Linked DNA regions of Mus musculus: regions 1 and 2 are each linked to region 3. The links are chromatin contacts, called in public Hi-C maps. All regions are on one chromosome and are shown on one strand. The core of a region is the stretch at or near the end of the contact, and the rest is flanking DNA. Distances in the headings are between cores, read along the strand shown. Region 1 overlaps Ttc39b (tetratricopeptide repeat domain 39B). Region 2 holds the start of Snapc3 (small nuclear RNA activating complex, polypeptide 3). Region 3 overlaps Frem1 (Fras1 related extracellular matrix protein 1).

Region 1 (4,163 bases), core at 95-2,594, 290 kb after region 3:
AGCTGCGAATACACCAAATTACCTTATTGGGGAACAAGATTCCGTGTCCTACATTCTCATAAATACTGTCATGAGGGAGGAGTCCAAGTGGCTGTTAATGGGAAGGCACGTGACCTGGGAAAGAAGGCATCAGGTGGCACACTGAATGGCCTCTATCTTTTTGGCTTGCAGTCTTTTCAAAAATATTGAACAAAATATTTAAAACCCAGGAGACCTGACATTAGATGCAGTTTTCAGGTTCTTTATGAAAAGAAGTAGGGAGCCCTGCTCCTGGGCCCACACTGTGCAGAGTGAGTAGTCACAGCCATTAGAACACAGTGGTCACCAGTTTACTGACAGGCAGTCACCCTTGCTCCAACTCTCTGAAAAGTATCAGGACAGTACTGTCATTGCTGTAAAACAAAGATCACCATACACAGAAGAAATGTCCTGTGGGAAAAAACAAGGAGCAGTATTTTCACCTCTCTTCCCTGCCAAATCACCATCTCTCTCTCACACACACACACACACACACACACACACACACCCCACAGGAAGTGATAGAGACCAAGTGAGTTTGAGAGCCTCAGTAGTTTACAGCCAACGCTTAGCGACTGTCAGCCTGGCTCTAAGTTTACATTTAGCAGTCATCTTTAAGCAGTGAGTGGAAATAACGTAAAGCCATATTCCAAACAAACCGCAGATCTGTTCATGAGGTTAAAGGCTCGGGGCACCCCTTTGTCCCACAGATTCCCCTGAAGCCACCACCTGTCCTCGGGCTGCCTCTTACCTTTCCACAACGTGGTTGAAACACAGCTCAGCTTGCAAGGGCCGCTCCAAGTTCTTGAGGCAGCATCCTTTCAGTAATTTCACCAAGCATTCATCATCCACAGAGTAGTCAGTAAAGTCTTAAAACAAGAAGCATAGACGGAAGGGGGAAAGCTCATTGTTTGCATGGTGTCTGCGATGGATGCTAGAGCCCCATCTTTACGAGGCAGACACTCTGGGCTGCCCTGCACCTCCAGTCCAAAAATGCTTTCAAAAAACTCCGAACTGAGAGGAAAACTAACTGATGTTGGGCTTTAAGGGGACCATTCACAAACACGTTTGTTAACTCACGACACACTGCAAACCCTTGCTGAGAAGAGCATTGAACTCTCTCAATCACCAGCATTTCTTACGCTGTGTTCACAGGCAGAGTTTTCAGGTGGTCATCCTGAATCCTGTGGCCTTAGCTACGACAGGAAATCTGAACTCTACATAAAGAATGAGCTCCATTAATTCTCTCAGAGGTGAAGGGAGGAGCCAGGCTGTCTCCTCCTGTGGTTTTGGCTTCTAACTCTGCTGGCACCCGTGCAGGAGAGGATAGCGCTTCCATATGGAGAAGCAGATGGCCTCCCACCCGTTCAAAATGCAGGAAGCAGAAACCTCTCTTCCAGATCATTATGTTTACAACCTAGCAGTTCTCCCAGGTTATGTTCTTTTGGGGGGAAGTTATGCCGTGAAATGGTTCCGAAACGTGGGCGAGGCACCCCAAGCCCCCACGAACCCCCATGCTCCTAGAATGTCAGGGCCTTCCTTCCCCACCCGGACCCCTGTCTCCAGCTCAGTTTGGGCGTATGAGGCAGAGTGAGTCGCATCGAATGGGGCGGTGGCTGTGTGACAAAGGTAGCCATGCCATGCGCTCCATGCGTGAGGGCTTTCCTGCTTTTTTTCTTTTGCGGGTGACATGTGAAGAAGCTATTCCAAGACAGACTGCTAATTTACACGTCTCAGGCTGTGACAGTGTGGAGGGGTGGTGAAGGGAACTGAGCAGACTCTGAACGTCCCCAGATTGAAAGGCTCATGCTTCAGGGTCAAGGCTCAGACCTCACCAGTGACATGTGCTGGTGTTTCAGCTTATAAAGCCCTCACCTATTAGAGGTTAACAGTGCCACTCACCCAGCTAGAAGGGGCTCACTTCACTTCTAAGTGTTTAAACATTTGAGATTCACTTCTAACTATCAAGTGCTGACACGTCACTAGAAAGCCCACGGATGCCAACACCTCTAACCTTTCCCACTACTTAGAGCTACCTTTCCCTACACCCAACCCATGCTTCTCTCAGAGATGTCTACGAAAAGGTCAGTCGGCCCTTAGCCCAAAGCCTTAAGACCCACACAGGACACTGGATTTTAGTGTCACTGCTGTGTATCCTATTGAACTTTGAGAAGTAGTTTTCTGACAGTTTGTGTCGTGACAACATCTGCTTGCTCAGTGAATTATGGTTTTTGAGGTGCCACAGACAACTACCATTGAAAAACCAGTAAAGTCACTCTGTGGGGATCTTAAGTTAGCAATTTGACAGAGGGGTTTATATCCCACATCCGACACAAACCTCAGAAGCAAAACCACAGACTCCTCTGACCATAGTACACTGTCGTCACATGATCACTCCCTGTCATGATTCAAAGTCTCATGAAAGAGGAAGATTTCAATAGTTTCCATCTTCAATTGGAATTTAAAAATATATATATATCACTGCAACAAGACAGGCGATACGGCTTTGCCGGTGAAGGCGACTGCCACTAAGGGTGATGACCTGGGTTTGATCCCAAGGACCCACATGGTAGAAGAAAAGTACCAGTGTCACAAATGTCCTCTGACAACCACACACACATAGAGAAATGATACTGTTTGAAAAGTGGGGTTTTTTTGTTTTTTTTTTTTTTCAATCATGGTAACGATGCCCAAGTGTATGTGCAGCACAGTGAGGGGCTGAGTGTCCTAACTGTGGGCAGGCCAAGAAAGAAGGAAGCTTAAGAACTACAAAAATATCTACGCTGCGTATTTTAGAAACTTGCTGGATCGCACCAAGCAGGAAACGTGGAAGCTGACTGAAACGTGAAAGGCCACCAGACTGCAATCCCTTCATGTAACTGATTCTGTTTGCTATATAATGTCGCCACACAAATTAACTGCAAGGATAGACAAAGTGGATCTGCTGCCAACTTCTGGGTACATGATGGATTTGTTTAGACTTCCAAAGGAAACGGTACAGAAATTAATACCACATGCCGACCAAGGCTGAGCGTGCCTCCGAGTGCGCTAGGCTGAGCCCTTTGTGTGGTTGGCCAACCTTGACTCACTGTGCCCAGTTACTACAGTAGGGTCACTGGTACCCTCCTACCCTGTTTTTGAGCCACAAAACCAAACCACATTCTGATATCTATGAATATGGGCTGGGTGGAAGCCCACACAACCTCAGGCTTATAACTTAACTCAATTTTCCAATCACAGATTCCCCACCCCTCAATCTGGAGAACAGGAGCTTAATTACTAAGTCAGGAGTTTAGGGTCGGAGAAGATAATGTTCCTACATAGAACAATGGTCCTAAAACTCATTAGAAACTTAATCTGCAGGAACTGGTGACCTTGACAATAAACAAGTTCTTTCACCCAGGAGAAACACAGGACAGAATTGTGGCAAGCCTGGTGTGTCTGCTGGAGTCTCAGCTCATCTGCCCAGAAGTTGCTCGGATCTCTCATCTGAAGATGCCATTAGAAACAGAAACAGAAAGGCAGTGCTTTGGGTTTCTAACCACTTCCCGGTATGAGCATATGATGCAAGCATTACTTCTTTAGTTCTTCTCCAAACAATGGAGAGCAAAACAACCTGAGGGTAACGAGTCTGTTCCAAGAAAAAGCCACTGCTTGTTTGCAAATGTGACTGACAAAGGACCCACTCTTGAGGGTCAGGAGGATACAACAGCACATCACAGAGGTTGAGGGTTCACCTACAGAGCCTGGGGAAGCAGGGGACAGAGAGGCAGTGCTGGGGGGGGGGGGATGCCCTACACCTGTTCCCACATAATCCTGCAAAAGTGTCTCCTTTGCTTTCCTGTTTCCACATAAACATTCATTCATCCTTTTAATTTGTGGGTATGTGGGCTTTAATCTAGATAACTCCCACAACAGCAAGAGCTATCTTTCTTCCCCTATTCTGTCTATGTCAGCTATGGAAGTTTGAATGAGCAAATTATTAAATTTGTCAAATTCACTGATCAACAATGAGAACTACCAAATTTGTTCAAAATTTTAAATTTTTTTGAGAAGCCTATCTCATGGAACCCCATTTAAAAAAATAGTGGTATTTATTTTGTGTGTGTGAGAGTGCTCTGCCTGCATGTAATGTGTACCACCAC
Region 2 (4,131 bases), core at 140-2,639, 470 kb after region 3:
TTTAGCCACTGAGAGACATCTCTCCAGTCCTGCTTGTTGTTTAGGAGACAGGAATTCCTGTATCCCAGGCTTGCTTCAAACTCCCTCTGAAGGTGATTATGACCTTGAACTTCTGGTCCTCCTGCCTCTCCCTTGCAAGTGCTGGGATTATTGATCCCAGGACTTCATGCATGTGAGCCAAGTATTTTATCAGTTGAGCTGCAGCCCAGTCCATCCAATGAGTTTCAATAAATAAAATATATAATATCCATGCAATACAATTAAATTCAACCAAAAAGGGGGGGGGGATGAAGTACTGAAATTTGCTGCAAAGTAAAAATATTGTACAATATTATAGAAACCTATTGTAAAGGTCATATATGATTACATTTATATTACATGTAGAAAATAAACTGGGTGTGGTGGGACATACCTTTAATCCCAGGACTCAGGAGGCAGAAGCGGCTGTGAATTCAAGGCTAGACTGTTCTACGTAGTGATATCCTATTTCAAAAAGCCCAGATAGCAAACCTTTACAGACGTAAAGCCTGAAAAGTGTTGGCTAAAGTTGGAAGGATTGGGAGTCATAACTAAAAGCAACCTTTTCACGAGTGGTGAAAATGTTCTTAAACTAATGGTTGCCCCATTGTGAATATACTAAAAGCCACTAAAGGAATAGTTCCAATGGCTGAATTATACAACATGTGTCACAGGACAATCATACAAGCCAGGGATTGTTCAGCACACCCTGCTATGATATTTGGAACAGCTGAGCGATGGCCAAGCTTCAGAAACATCTAGGCTCACTGGGTTTCAAGCTACTTCCATTTCCTAGTTTACCGGTTTACTCCTTTAACAATCACATTCGGCTCTCTCCCCGGAAAAGTGGTGACTTTTCAAAATATATACATATGGCTAAGAATGAATTTGTGTGTTGCATAGCCGACGTTCGATAAGCTCTATCGTGCAGGTAGGTATACAAAGGCACGCATACAAACACACACCGTGCCTTTCAGAAGATTCTGGACGAACCAGTCTCAGTGCCCCTTGTCCTTCAGGATTCTCTCTAGGATAGGAGGAACCGCAGAGCAGCTCGCAAAACCAGTGGACAAAAGTCCCGCCCCTACGAACCAGATTTGAGAAAACTATGAGATGGGGACCCAATGATTGAGTCTTTAGGTAATTGTGGGTCCCAATACCAGATCAGCTCGGAACACAGCGAGCCGCACAGCCCTCGGACAAGTCCAGAGAACAATGCATCCAGCCCGGCCCACAGCGACCGAGCCGCGCCCAGGCGGTAGCCAGCCTGCTGGGAAATGTAGTTTCTGAAGCACAGCTCGCGCAACCGCCCGCCACCCCGGAGCTCTGCAAAACTACAAATCCCGTCACGCCCCGCGACGCCCTCTCGCCAGCTTTTGCCGGAAGGGATCGTGGCTGACATGGCGGAGGACCTGCAGGGCGGCGGTGCGGGTGGCCCACAGCACCCAGTCCCCAGTGCGAGCCACAGCAGCTTTCCGGAATACGAGCTTCCCGAGTTGCACACGCGCGTGTTCCATGTGGGCTCCTTTGGGGAGCTATGGCGTGGCCGGCTAGGGGCCCAGGATTTGTCGCTGAGCGAACCGCAGGCAGCCGAGCAGCCGACCGACGGAGGGGCATCCAACGACGGCTTTGAGGATGCTGCAGTAGCCAGCGATCTGGGCTGCAGTCTGGAGGCAGCAGCAGAGCTGAGGGTCGTGTGCGGGTGAGTGTGCGGCTTCGGGGTTTTGCGTGGATCCCGCAGGGCTCAGCCTCGTCCCTGCGCTTCTCGGAGACCCTTAACCTTCGTCCCCCTAAACCCTTTCCGGAAGGCCGGAAGAGATCCTTGGGTCCAAAAGCACTTTCCTGAGGGGTGGATCCAGTAACGGGACACTACAAATGCACGAAAGACTTCTATTCTTGATCTTTAAAGTGCTTGTTGAAGTAACAGCGGTATATATCTGTCATTGATATTTGGACAATGGAAGTACCTGAGGATGGAGGAGACTTAAACAGAGCCGGGTTGAAACCTTTATTAACCGTGGTTTCTAGCGGTCCTCATGAAAATGTTATTACTAAAATTTCCCTAAAAGTTTCTTACCTGGAAATAGAAATACAAAAACTAACTTGTAGCGGTCCTTCTCCTTTTGACAGTACTGGCTGTCCTCAAATGAACATACACCCTTTTCGGTATAACACTGGCACAAAAACCATTGTCTTGAATTCTGGCCTCTTTTGAGCTGCCTGCTGGATTTCATAAGACTTAATTATTCAATGATGTATTTAGGACAAGCTCTGACCCGCTGTTGAAAAATGCATGGCTGATCATAAATCGTTGCTTTTCCTTTCTCCCTTTCCCAACCTCCCTTTCTCTAAGCCTTGATAAACTGAGATGCCTCGGGGAAGATGAAGACCCGGAAGTCATCCCAGAGAACACTGACCTAGTGACTTTATGGTATGAGTTTTGTTTTGTTATATGCTATTTGTTTTGGTGCTGGAGATGAAACACGACCTACCACTAAACTACAGTTAGTCTTTCTGCTGTTTATCTGAACACTCTGAATGTTTTACTCCACCACTTAAAATTCAACCATTAGTTTGGTGTCCTGGCTTTTGGCTGTAATCCCAGCCCTCGGGAGGCTGAGTCAAAACTGATGTAAGTTAGAGGTTAGCCTTAGCTACCTAGTGAGTTCAATGATAATTGATGACTGGTTGTTGTTGTGGTGGTGGTTGTTGTTGTTTTAAACATTTGGACATCCTTTCTTTGGCTCTGTGGCTCTGTGGCTCTGTGGCTCTGTGGCTCTGTGGCTATGGGATACAGTTGTGTGTGTTTCCCCAGGCTCTTCCATTCAGTAAATCACAGATACTGTGCTAATTTACCCATCAGTTACGTAGCTCCAAAAGAAGTACCATTCTGTAATTTGGGATTAGGGTGATATTTTTTTTTTTTTAAGATTTATTTAATGTATATGCGTACACTGTCACTGTCTTCAGACACACCAGAAGAGGGCATCAGATCCCATTACAGATGGCTGTGAGCCGCTATGTGGTTGCTGGAAATTGAACTCAGGACCTCTGGAAGAGCAGTCAGTGCTCTTAACCACTGAGCCATCTCTACAGCCCCAGGGTGATATTCTTACATCTAAAGAAAAACATTAAGAACACAAAATCCCTAATATCCACTACATATTTGAATTTGCATTGATTTTTTAATGTAGACTTTATCTACTTAGATTTGTAATGCAAGCTTAAATACTCAGATAGTGTGTCCCAAAATACCGGTGATAAGGAAGGAATTGGTGACCTACACCTTTAATCCCAGGGAGGCAGGAACAGGCCGATCTCTGAATTTGAGGCCAGCCTGGTCTACATAGATCTCTGAGTTCCAGGCCAGGCAGGGCTATATGATGTCTGAAAAAAAGAAACAAGCACCGTTATTTTGCTTCTTAATTTTTAATCTTCAATGGAGCCATTTTATTTGTAAAATACTATAAAAATCAATTCCTAATCCTGGGGCGGTGGCTAAGCACTCAGGAAGGCTGAGCTAAACCCATCGCCATGAAGTCAAGGCCAGACTAAGTTCCCGGCCAGCTTGAATTAAATGTGAGATCCTGTCTCAAATATAATAAAATAATAATAATCCCTTCTTAAATGTAATAATAACAATAAATTACTAAAGAGGAAAAATTAAACCAGAATGCTAACATAATAAGTCCAATTTTTATTGCAAAATTTAGACATAAAAATGCTGTCAACTTGTAAAAGTTTCTAAATGCCTACTTTCATTTTGCAGATTGCTTATCACTTATTACAGATCCATTTTAGCCTGCTTACTTAACACATTTTGAGCACTGTTACTCAATGATGTATAATATTAGAAATTTATTACTTCTGGTTTGTAGCCCACTAATTTAAACAGCCTCAACTGTGTTCTGTCATTCCTGAGTCCTTTTGTTATTCCCATCAAATATTTGTAGGGAGGAGGTGTGTTTGTATATGTTTGTGTTTGTATATATTTCTGTGTATTTATGTATTCATGTTTTGACTGTGTGTTTATGTATGTATTTGTGTATTCATGTTTTGTTTGTGTGTGTATGTGTTCAGGTTTTTGTATATTTGTGTGTGTGTTGACAAAAG
Region 3 (4,439 bases), core at 257-2,756:
TTACATCTCTGACATACGCTTCACACTGTCCATCCTGCCCAAACCTCTTCTCAAATGAAGTGACTCTCTGTCCCCTACCACATCCCAACATCAAATGTGCTTTCTGGGGGAGTTTAAATTAGTTATCAGGAACTCAGCAGCCATGTAGGCTAAAAGGCATGCCATTTTATAATTTTATAATTTATAATTTTATAATTTTCTTAAACTTTATTTCATGTGTACGTGTGTGTCCCTGTGGAGTGTGCACCCTTGTGTATGCAGGTGCATGTGTGTGTTTGTGTGTGCATGTGTATGTGTGTGTACATGTGTGTAGGCCAGGGGTTGACATCAGGTGTCTCCCTTGATTGCTCTTATGGTTGTTTGTTTGTTTGTTGATGTGGTCTTTTACTGAATCTGGACCTCATGAGTTCGGCAGCAGTGGGCAAAGAGTGAGCCCTAGGAATGTGCCTGTGTCTACCTCCTTGGTTCTTGGTTCTGGGGTTACGGATGTGTGCCAACACCCTTGCATGGCAAGCATTCTACCAGCTAAGCCATCTCCTCACCCTCATGATCTGCATTTTTAATATTAGCCTTACTTGTAGAGTTAAAGAATTTGTGCCTCTATTAAAAGGCTGTCAAATATCAGCTAACAAGGAAGAAGAAATTAAAAGGAAGTGAGACAAATCAAGAGCTAGTGTGAGCCCAGGTGACTAGCTGGATGTTCCAAGGTGGCCATTTTTAATATCTGACCGGAGACTCAGTCCTTTGAAAACAGGTCTTTCAAGCTCAGTGTCAGGGCCACACACGACCTCTTAGAGGACACTGAAATCGTCTCCTGACCCATCCTGTCCTTCCCACACCCCTCCCCGCCTGATGCTGGGGAATCTGACCACCTGGGAAATAGGCAATGTGCCATGTGACAGATGGGAATGAGGGTGATCAGGCCAGGGACCATGGAAGAGTAAGAAATACATTTACTGAGGCCAGTGCTCCCAGCTGGGACACTGAAGCAGCTGTCTGCATTGACCTAAAGCTAATAAGTCAGGGATGAAAAAAGATGTGATTTCTAAACATGACTGGATCAAATGCACCATCCCACTTTTGTGAGTAATGATGAAAGCTACTCACTGGCAGAGAAGCCTCCACTAGGGTGAGAGACAGAGCGAATGGTTCTGCTTGGATTCCCATCAGAATAAAGCTAGCACAGTCACAAAACAAGGTCAGCAGAACTCCTGCCCGCAAAATGGAAGCAAAGAGAGAGACTCACCCGTGTGCCTGCCTTCACAACCCTGCAAACATATTCTGAAAGTCAGTGGTGTCCACCCTGAGGTGAGGAGGGCTGCCGTGCGGAGCATTAGCTCTGTTCGCAGGTCCATTTTGTTTGATTTCCCTTGTTACTCCCTCCTTCCATTCCCTCCCAGCCCCCTGAAAAAGGATGCAGCCAGAATGACCAGCACTCTCAGAAAATTTGGGGGATGACTTCAGGTTTGTCTAGGGGTGTCTGCCTGGTCTGATTTTACCATTACCACAATGCTGTCAAGCTTTCTGCATTTCCTGGCAATAGAGTTGGCTGAAGAATCTACCATCTGTCATGGCATTTAAAAGATAAAAATGGAGTCATAAATAGTGCCAGCTCCTCAGGAAAAAAAAAAAAAAAAGTCCAGCCGGCATGTCAAAATGGAGGATATTAACATGTTCTTTCAGAACCCAGCCGCCAGCAGCTGAAGTCAGCTTGCTAATCGCTCCATGTCATCTGTCCTAGAGTGGGCTGCCAAATCTCTCTTCCAGGCCAGCAGCACCAAACAATGCGGGGGAAATTTATGATTCACAAAATATTTTTGCAGAAGGTAAAATTCAACCATTAAACCCTATTTAATTAATGCTGCCACATCCTACATTAAAAAAGAGAAAGAGGGAAAATTCTCTACCATAGAATTCATCTCTTTTACCCAGCCAAATTCCGTGCCAAATTTAACAGCAAGCAACATAAATTTGGGTGATTAGATTGGTTGCATATATTTAATTTTTAAAACGCACCATGATCACACTTTCATTAAAACAGGCACTCGGCTTTGGTTTAGAGCCACCTGACAAACAACACGGCAGCTCTTGATTGGGTGAGCGAAATGACAAGATTAAAATGTGGATCTCGGGCAGATGCGAGGCTCTTCCATTATAAATATGTAAAACTGCTGGCCCCAGATCAGAATGACACATTGAAGGGCTTCCTTCGCACAAACAGAGTCTCCACTAATTTTTGCTAAGATAAAGGTATAGTGCAAAGAATACTTCTTTTGTAATAAACTCTCAGTTCCCAAGGAAGTCCTGATGCACAGTTGTTACGTCAATTGGGCAATGCCTTTGTCTCTCAAATTTAGGATTCTGTGCACAAACTGGTAACAATCGCATCTCTCTCAAAATGGTGGCTAGAGGCTTGGAAGAAAGACATACAGAGTGTCTAGTGCCCTGACCAAGGTAACAACGTGGATATTTGGACAAGAGGAGCTTCCCCACAAACTTCTGCTGAAGAAACCCAGTATGTAAAATCAAACAGAAAACAGAATATCAAGAAACAAAATGAAGTGAAGGTCCAGTTAGTACGTTGAGGTGAGGACCCATGAGCCCCCTAGTTCCCTTTGTCTACAGGAGGGCCTGGCAGGGCTTCTGGAAATTTTCATGCAGGCTCAAGAAGACACACTCAGAGCAGTGGATTAGGCCAGCTCACTGATGCTGGTCCTGAGGCATCCGTGATCAGATTCTTGGGGAGTGCCTTTCAAAAGACAGATTTCCAGCTGAGATTGGAGTTGCCAAAACTGGCATGAGGTCCAAGAATTTGGGATATGTAATGCTCCCACATGTGGTGCTCCCACGTGTGGTGCTCCCATGTGTAGTGTTCTCATGTGTAGTGTTCCCATGTGTACTGCTCCCACGTGTGGTGCTCCCACGTGTGGTGCTCCCACATGTGGTGCTCCCATGTGTAGTGTTCCCATGTGTAGTGTTCCCATGTGTACTGCTCCCACATGTGGTGCTCCCATGTGTAGTGTTCCCATGTGTGGTGCTCCCATGTGTACTGCTCCCACATGTGGTGCTCCCATACGTAGTAAGGGATTTGGGTTTAGGTTTTCTGCCATCTCAGTATCTCACCTTCACTTGCCTACATCAGTTTAAATTCATTCACTGGCTTCTTCAGCCAGCTCATTGCAGTGTTCCTCCAGCAGCCATTACTGTCTGGAGCTGACAGACCTGTGGGCATTAACTAGAGAAACAGGAATGGAGAGAAGCAAAAGGCCCCAGAAATGGGTATAAAATCAAACACCCTCCTTCCGATAAACATGCGTTAGACTAAGGAGCACCCGTTTCCTTAGCAAACCGGAAAGAGTAAGCTCTACTCCTGTCTGAATGTCCTTACTCCTCCATGATCACGCTTGCTACTGCAAAGATTGAAGGTGAGACGGCAGCCAAGGAAACAGTGTCACACTGAGGGCAACACCAGGGTAAGAACAACTCCGTTCGCCCTAAGTGCCCAATGCTGTGTGCATGCCACGTGCCTAATTCATTTGAAACTCCCTATGGCCCTAACTGGCAAATACAATGAGCACTCTCCAGTCCCATAGAAGGACCAGTAATACAAGTGGCCGTGTAACTTGATGACATTTATGGCGCAGTGAATCACAAAGGCAATAAATGACCCTGAACCTGTGTTTTCACCATGGCAATATACAACTTAAACGACAAAGCCGATGAGAAGAGGGACCTCTCCCTTCTGATGTTTTCATTAATGCGCAACAGTACTCAAGCACAAACTTAGTAAAGGTATGGCTCAATTAAATAATTATCTTCCTGTTTTAGGACATCTATAAAGAGAAGGAGGGTGCAGAAGGAATGGATCAGTTAGTAAAGGGCTTGATTTGAAAGCATGAGGACTTGGATTTGAGTCCTAGAACCCATATTTGAAAACAAAACAAAACAAAACAAAACCAAACCAAACCAAACCAAACCAAACCAAACCAAACCAAACCCTGAGTGCACTGGCACGTTATCCAAATGCTGGAGGCAGAGGGAGGACACTTCCTGGGCTCACTGATCGTCCAGCCTGGCCTGCTGTGTAAGATCAAGGTTAAGAAGAGGCCTTATCTCAAAACCAAGGTGGGTGGTGTTTGAAGACCGACACCCAGGTTGTGCTCTATCTTCCATTCTTGCATGTACTTGCACACACATGTGCACCACCCCCACATGAGCACACATACAAGAGACAGAGGAAATATTTGTTCATATCGGTCTGTATTTTGTTGTTGTTGTTGTTTAAGACTAGACTCAATCAAAACCATCCCTCAGAAATACCTTCAAAAGTTCAAATGGCAAGGAATATCATCCTTGCTGACAGACAGCTCATCACAGCAGGAATTTAAGTAGGTGAAATATACAGAGAAAACATTTAAATGTGGGTGCCCTTATAGTCC

Evidence for each region. A called contact is a pair of places that touch in the nucleus more often than the background predicts.
Region 1: a contact with region 3 is called in a Hi-C map of cerebellum, with 1.7 times the contacts expected there. The contact joins two enhancer-like sites. A contact is called at or near these places in 2 of 484 Hi-C or Micro-C datasets (cerebellar granule neurons and cerebellum), 1 of 115 datasets of contacts at active chromatin or transcription factors (embryonic forebrain) and 1 of 9 other capture datasets (adipose tissue).
Region 2: a Hi-C map of cerebellum shows a contact between it and region 3, with 2.1 times the contacts expected there. The contact joins the promoter of Snapc3 here to the enhancer-like site in region 3. A contact is called at or near these places in 2 of 39 promoter capture datasets (both in the 3T3-L1 cell line), 9 of 484 Hi-C or Micro-C datasets (the Ba/F3 cell line, the C2C12 cell line, the N1E-115 cell line and 6 more) and 3 of 115 datasets of contacts at active chromatin or transcription factors (bone marrow-derived macrophages, forebrain and large pre-B cells).

What each region holds. Positions count from the first base shown.
Region 1 is chr4:83,231,942-83,236,104 of GRCm38.p6, forward strand. Ttc39b (tetratricopeptide repeat domain 39B) reads right to left here. Exons shown (of 20, transcript NM_027238.2): 18 at 770-887. Among named protein-coding and RNA genes, the nearest start is that of Gm46887, 47 kb to the left of the region's middle. Within about 2 kb of position 1,345, at least 74 of the 459 cell types and tissues checked have an H3K27ac peak or open chromatin away from gene starts, as enhancers often do. A contact at or near this core is called in cerebellar granule neurons and cerebellum, where this site is marked.
Region 2 is chr4:83,416,335-83,420,465 of GRCm38.p6, forward strand. Snapc3 (small nuclear RNA activating complex, polypeptide 3) reads left to right here and starts at 1,390. Exons shown (of 9, transcript NM_029949.4): 1 at 1,390-1,720; 2 at 2,372-2,449. The coding sequence starts at 1,419.
Region 3 is chr4:82,944,830-82,949,268 of GRCm38.p6, forward strand. The region is part of intron 24 of Frem1 (Fras1 related extracellular matrix protein 1); the gene reads right to left. Among named protein-coding and RNA genes, the nearest start is that of Gm33260, 23 kb to the left of the region's middle. Within about 2 kb of position 1,507, at least 33 of the 459 cell types and tissues checked have an H3K27ac peak or open chromatin away from gene starts, as enhancers often do. A contact at or near this core is called in cerebellar granule neurons, cerebellum, cerebral cortex and 2 more, where this site is marked.